Regions from separate parts of the Mus musculus genome. Here region 2 is linked to region 1. The links are chromatin contacts, called in public promoter capture Hi-C maps. All regions are on one chromosome and are shown on one strand. The core of a region is the stretch at or near the end of the contact, and the rest is flanking DNA. Distances in the headings are between cores, read along the strand shown.

Region 1 (3,651 bases), core at 641-3,140:
GTGTGGTGGTGCATCCCTGTAATCTTCGCACTCAGTAAGACAAAGGTTTGAGGCCAGCCTAGCACACAGTGAGTTCTGGGCCAACCAGGGTTCAGAGACCCTGCCTTAATTTTGAGAAGGAGGGTCTATACATATAAATTGTTTTCTCCATGTTCCAGGCTCAATGTTAATTACTAACTGTAGGCACTCTTAGTCATTCTCACCCTTCAAAAATGTGCCCTGAGCACTGAGTGTGTGTCAGACACTGTTCTAGCCCCTAGCCATATACACAGTAACCAAGACAGACTGCAGTTGTTAGGCCGTCCTCAGCACCCGTCTGGAAATGATCTTGGGAAACAATAACCATATTGTAAACTTAACCAGATGCAGTTTCACTCCTTGAGCAAATTCATATATCTGGCACCTGAAAAGGAGCTACCGATTTAGCAAACACCTTATTCTCCATAAATGAGCCAGAAAGTTTACTTTCAGCTGGCCACATCAACTTTTCAGCCCTAGGGCACAACAAGCTGGGGTACTTGTTGAAGACCAAGAGAATACAGAACAAGCAGCAGAGAGTGTCAGTAATGCCAGCTACAACACTAGGAAGTGACCACTTACAGAAACTCCTATTTTGTTAAGAATGTATTTGCATAAGAATATATACACACATGCACACATGCATGTGCACACACACACATTAAGCAAATATCTTTCCTCTTACTCTTTCATCGTGTAACATAAGATGTACTGACTTTAAATCAGTACTGAAGTGTTGTTAATTTTCTATCATAATTTAAGTTATAAAATAAGGTTAAAAACAAGTAATACAATTTGGGGATCACTAGCATATATCTAGGCACATGCGCATGACATATAGTTACAGATAATATACTAAAGACTCCTGGGACACTCCATCATTTAGAGGTGGGGAAATGATAAAGAGCTTACAAGGGTGGCCGAGAAGGACCACAGAGAATTGGAGGAGGAAAACAAGATCTACCCTATCGGCATGGAGTCTGAGGAGTAAACACAGACTAAGAGGTGAGTGAGCGTCAACCGCTGATCTCAGACCAAAGCAGATGAGATCTGAAGCAAAATGGCAACTGGTTTTAGCAATATGAAGGTTACTATTGATTTTTTTGAAAAAGAAAAAGAAAAAGAAATCGGGGTGGAACATGGAGAGATGGCTCAGAGCTCTGGCTATTCTTAAAAGGACTGGGATTTGTTTCCCAGCACATAGCAGCTCACAACCATCTGTAACTCCAGTTCCAAGAGATTCGTGCACTCACATGGGATACACACATATGTGCAGGCAAACAAACAAAAAGAAAGGATGGAAGAGAGAGAGGGAGGGAGGGAGAGATCCTCATGTACAAATAAATAAAAATAGTTTTTTTTTTTTTTTTTTTTTTTTTTTTTTTTGGTTTTTCGAGACAGGGTTTCTCTGTGTAGCCCTAGCTGTCCTGGAACTCACTTTGTAGACCAGGCTGGCCTTGAACTCAGAAATCTGCCTGCCTCTGCCTCCCGAGTGCTGGGATTAAAGGCGTGCGCCACCACGCCCGGCTAAAAATAGGTATTTTTAAGAAAAGTTTTATGTGTGATAGAGTCCATTTTATAAATGTTTTTTCCTGATTGAAAAATTCCCTCCTAAAGATACAAGAGAGCTCATAAAATTCCTAAGAACCCTGACTGAAAAGCACAGGAAGATCATACGAATGAGAAGATCCGGTGCAGCTCCCTGGCGTCATGTCATCTGCTGGGAAGGAGGAGACCCTTCCATGGTCGAGGGCTGCCTGGGGGTCTCGGGCGATTGCACTCTCCTAAATCCTGACTCATCCCTGTAGGACGGGTGCTTTCTCTGTGACTCAGCTGCTGGAGTCTCACCCATGCTCCTATAACCCCAATAAGCTCACTGGCTCAGTGCACTGAACTCAGATGATACTGTTCCTTTGTACGACCTCTGTCCTCTCTAGCCAGGAAAAGCAGAAGCAAATTGCCTGGAAAAGTCACACAATGCGGTTCTAAAAGGAGACAGTCTGATGAGAGAAGCTTCAGACAGACAGACAGAAGTGAGGTTAAAGATAACAGTTTGGGGAGTGGAAAGAGGGCTCAGTAGATGAGAGCATTTGCAGCTCTTGAAGAGGACCCAGATTTCATTCCCAGGCCCCATGTGCTGGCTCACAGCTATCCAAACTCTAGCTCCAGAAGACCGGGCACCTCTCTGACCTCTGTAGGCACCGGGCCCATCTGTGTGCACTTATTTACACACATGCAAGCAAAACATCTGTACCCAAAACAAAGGTAAGTGGTATTTTTAAAAGGTGGCTTATTTTGTTATGATTATAATCGTGGGAAGGTTTTTCTACTTAAAGAGTTGGGGAGAAGGGTGAGAAAGGGGTGCTGTTTAACAAAACTGCTTTTCTATTGTAAAGAACCGTCCACTGTGCATGCAGTAACTTTATACTATCTTCCTGCCTCACCTCGCAAGTGCTATCAACCCTTTATTTTCCATGTGCATTGATCTGTATGTGGGCACTCAGGTGCCCTATGTACAATGGAGAGGTCAGCTCTCTTCTTCCAGTGAATGGGGTGTAGATCAAACGCTGTGGGGCTAGAGGATGAGTCAGTACCTGTTGAGCCTTCTCTCCGGGCCCACCATCTTTATTTTTTGAGACAGAGTCTCCCGCTAAACCAAAGATTCAGCTAGGCTTCAGATCTGTCTCCTTCCCCCCAAGTTCCTCTGAAGACTGGATTTACGAACAGGCTACCAGGCCAAACTTTTCCTGTAAGTTCTGTGAATGTACACACGGCCCTCCAGCTTCCCTGCAGGTGCTTTGCCAAGCCAGCCTTTTCCCCAGGCATTCTGTTTTCTCCTAGGGTTTTTGCAATCCTAGGAATTGAGCCCAGGGTCTTGCACATGCTAAAAACAAGCATTCAGCCTGTGAGCTAAATCCCAGTCCCATTTCCTGTTCTTGTTAAAGCCTGGAACAGCATGGAAACCTGGGGACTTTTGAGACTCCTTTCAGTTCTGTCTTTTGATTCTATGGCCTTTCTAAATCCTCAGGCTTAGGCTGCTGTTTGCAGAACAAAGTCCTACTAAAGACACATAAAAAGTCTCAGGGTCCACAAGATGGCTTAGAAAGCAACGGCTGCTGCCAGGCCTGATGACCTGGGTTCAGTGCCTGGGTCCCATAAGTTATAAGGAAAAATCAACTCCTACAAGTTGTCCTGATAGCCACACCGTGCGGCTGAGTCACACTTGTGAGCGGCATAAATACACATCAGTGCACTCTTCTTCTTACCTCACATTCACTGATGGTGTGTGCATGTGTTTGTGCAGGAGATTTGAACTCAGATCCTCACAATTGCACAACTGTTTCTAACTACTGAGCCATTTTCCTAGCCCTTTCTTCACCAGATTTTTGATAATTGGCAGGAAGCTATTCATACACTAGCCAGTAATGTAAATTTTATAGAATCTTCAAAAATGAAATTATGCCAATTATACTTTACTAATAAATGGGTTTTCTTTTTGATTTGTTGGATTTGTTTTATTCTTTGGAGTGTTAGCCTGTATGTGTATCACTTGTCTACCTGGTGTTCATGGAGGTCAGAAGAGGGTGTTGTAATCCCTGGAACCAGAGTTACAGTCAGTTGTGAGCTGTCATT
Region 2 (3,492 bases), core at 186-2,685, 130 kb before region 1:
AGTGGTCTGCCAGCAGTCTAATTGGTGAGCCCCAAATCCTAGTAAGAGTTGAATATAAAAAGAAAACCAAGGTAGATGGCTCCTATGGAACGACACCTAGACACACACAAAACAGGTAGACAAAATATTAATAATAGGAGACGCTATGCAAATACACTGCAGGGGACAGGAGGTAGGGATGTGCCGCAGACCCTCTTGGTCCCTTGTCTGGGTGGAATGGGTCTCTAGTCGCAGATGGTCCAGGAGTCGGCAGGAACTGACAGACAGACTCGACCCAAGGGAGTATGGATCTGAATGTAATTTGTCAAATCCAGCATCAAATACAGAAGAAAATAGGGAAGTTGGGTGACACACCGGCAAGGTACAAAGAGGTTACTAGATTCTTACACAAAACAGAGGAATGCAAACATGGAAGAACTAGCAGGAACCAACTGGGATAAAATTCAATGTTAACAACTGGGATTAAAAACAGCTCCACCTAAGGTCCACTTAGTCTTAGAAGCCAGGGACAAGGGCTTTGTGCCCTTGCCATAGTTCCTACTCTAGTCTATTGTATAGTCTACCTTTCCCCTAGGCCATTGTAAATACTTGTGTAGGGGTGTAACTCAGCTATCTATAGTTCTAAGAATCTACTCTGGTTCCTCTTTAGGTCACAAACTTCCTTCTTCCTAGATAATGCATAAAAACATCTGATTTTTCTATACCATAGGGTTTGTTTTTTAAGAATTAACCAAGACAATATCTCATATGAAAATGTAGAGCTTTATATCTATATAATCAATTACTTATATTATTTATATATTGTACACACACACTCCCACCCATACATTTCTAAGTATATGTATGTATATATGCAACTAAGAGTACATAAGGCTTCAGGTTACAGCATACCTAATCAACAGTGCTTTCAACACACAAGCTGCATTGTATATATAACCCAAAATCAATAGACGTGAGGTTTCTGGCACTGTGACCACTCCCTACACCTCAGTCTCCTTTTCGATTACCATTCTGCTCTCTGTAGCATGCTGACTCGTCATCCTTGTGCTTGCTTATCAGTACCAAATTCCAGATAGCACATTTACATCTGGGAAAAAAAACCTCACAGAAACAACTTTCTGTCCTCTTCTATCAAGAAAGTAAATTAGGCTTTCCCACACAGGGCGCTAATCTAAGTTTCAGATTTAGAAATGGCTTGCCTGGCTCCTCCTCATGCAAAGAAGGCAGGGACAATGACTACTATTTTATTTTTATTTTTGGTTTTTCGAGACAGAGTTTCTCTGTGTAGCCCTGGCTGTCCTGGAACTCACTCTGTAGACTAAGTTGGACTCAGAAATCCACCTGCCTCTGACTCCCAAGTGCTGGGATTAAAGGCGTGCACCACCACACCTGGCCCAATGACTACTATTTTATTTGCTCAATTCCTATTGTGAAATGAGGAAAAAAGGTGGGGAGGCGGGGCTTGAGAACAGACGGTTTTCAACCAGCTTCCAGTGTCTGTTATAATGTAACTTTCAGTATTATGAAATTGAATGGGTAGCTAGGACGCGGCTCACACCTGCAATCGTCACTCTAAAATGCAGATCTAATTGCCTTAATTGTTCACGTAAAGGAATTAATTTACAGCAAATTTCGCAGAAATCCAGAGAGAGAGAAGAGAAGTCGTGAGAAACAGTGCTCCCTCTACCACAAGAAGACCACACAGCGAACCTCGAGGTAACGCAGGCCCTGGAAGACTGAGTAACGGAACCAGACCCAATGTTCAGGACGACGCAGAACCTTTCAACCCTGACAATCCTTACCACGTGCGTACCGGTATATTCATGGCATGCTCAGACAAATGCATTGCATGTGGTGCTGAAAGAGTATTTCTAAGTGAGGTTTCATACAAGCATAGACTGCATCTTCATGTATTTGGTGCAAATTCAAAGTTGTTTCCCTCGTCATTGGTAAGGGGAGTAGGGGAGGTTGTTGGAGGGTTGTTTAGGGTTTTTTTGTTTGTTTGTTTTTGTTTTTGTTTGTTTTGTTTTGGTCAGAGGGGAAAATCCATAGAAATAAATAATATCAGGAATCTGTTTTAAAATGTTCCCAGGAGTATGCCCTCAAGGCAACACAAGAATCAAAGTATTCTCTTTCCCTGCTTATATCCACTCTGGTCATCCATTCGGCACATATTTGTGGATTTCCTGACTGTTCGCAGGCCCTATGCCCAGATAATCAACTGCAACTTTGGCCCTCAGGGTTCTCAGCCCAGACAGGATAGCTTCTCACACAGGTAATACTCTGAGCTGAAGTGCTGAAAACTGAAGTCCGTCAGAAGGGCACTAAGGTATTAAAACCCCCAAGATCTAAGAAATATTTATAACTTACCATTACCACACTTTGAAGAGAAGGAAAACAGAATATGTATTTGTAGCTGTTTTTTAAAATAAAGCATAAGCACAGTTTAAAAAATATATAATTAAAATGTACAATGACGATGCGCTTCCAAAACCTTATACCCCAGACATCGTCTCTATAACAGCTTCTTAATGACTAATTGCTCCATTTCTTTGCAGGATTATACAGAGAGAAAAACAGCACAAAAAATCCCATTCTGTTTTCCAATTAAAATAGAGTATTTTGGAAGAGTTCTGTCTCTCTCATACTGTACCACATTCAGTTAGCAGCTTCTAGCCAGTTAGCAGCATTCTAACATAACTAATTTGGCTTTGGCAGGCATATAGTCTCTCCCTCTGATTCGATACTGCCTATGCTGTTGTGGTACACCTCTAAGTGGGGTGATGTAGGTGCGGCAGATTTAGCGCAGAGATGCTATGATGTAAGTATGTCTTTGGCATAAATACCAAAGCACAGCACCACATCTAAGTAGACAGGAGTTATAGATTTTACTAGAGGTTACCAAATTGTTTTCCAAGAGACACACCATCTATGTGTCTGTGAAAGATGATGCAAGGCCCTATTTCCTATCAGACTTTCCTGGACTTATGGTATGGTGAGGCAGGGGCTACTCAACACAAGCCTCCTGCTTGCTAAGTACACACCCTATATCTGACTCTGCTCCGAGCCCTGTTAAAACTGATCACCTTTGCCACTCTCTTGGGTAACCTAAATTATGTCTTCTGCCTATTTATCATGCCTGTCTCAAATTATGTGTAAGGCTGACTGTCTTTTCACACTAAATCAGTGGTTCTTAACCTGTGGGTCAAATCTCTTTGGAGGTTGAGTGATGTTTTCATAGCCCATTTATATTACGACTCATAACAGTAGAAAAATTCAGTTATGAACTAGCAACAAAAATAATTTTACAGTTGGGGGAGGGTGTCACTATAACATTAGGAACTGTATTAAAGGGCTGCAGCATTAGTAAGGTTGAAAACCACTGCACTAAATCCTTTGTGTGTTCCCTCCCTACCCCCAATAGTCCTACACTGCTTCACATATTACAAACGTATTTTCTGGTTTATCATTTTAGACTAATGTATTTTAGAA

Evidence for each region. Capture Hi-C pulls out chosen DNA fragments and counts their contacts.
Region 2: a contact with region 1 is called in a promoter capture Hi-C map of liver. The contact joins two enhancer-like sites. A contact is called at or near these places in 1 of 484 Hi-C or Micro-C datasets (embryonic stem cells) and 3 of 9 other capture datasets (adipose tissue, liver and pancreatic islet).

The regions. Positions count from the first base shown.
Region 1 is chr14:79,507,405-79,511,055 of GRCm38.p6, reverse strand. The region is part of intron 1 of Elf1 (E74-like factor 1); the gene reads right to left. It also overlaps the pseudogene Gm9243. Among named protein-coding and RNA genes, the nearest start is that of n-TEttc4, 28 kb to the right of the region's middle. Within about 2 kb of position 1,890, at least 46 of the 459 cell types and tissues checked have an H3K27ac peak or open chromatin away from gene starts, as enhancers often do. A contact at or near this core is called in liver, where this site is marked.
Region 2 is chr14:79,640,209-79,643,700 of GRCm38.p6, reverse strand. It overlaps Cnmd (chondromodulin), which reads left to right. Exons shown (of 7, transcript NM_010701.3): 6 at 1,639-1,805. Among named protein-coding and RNA genes, the nearest start is that of Cnmd, 20 kb to the left of the region's middle. Within about 2 kb of position 1,435, at least 7 of the 459 cell types and tissues checked have an H3K27ac peak or open chromatin away from gene starts, as enhancers often do. A contact at or near this core is called in liver, where this site is marked.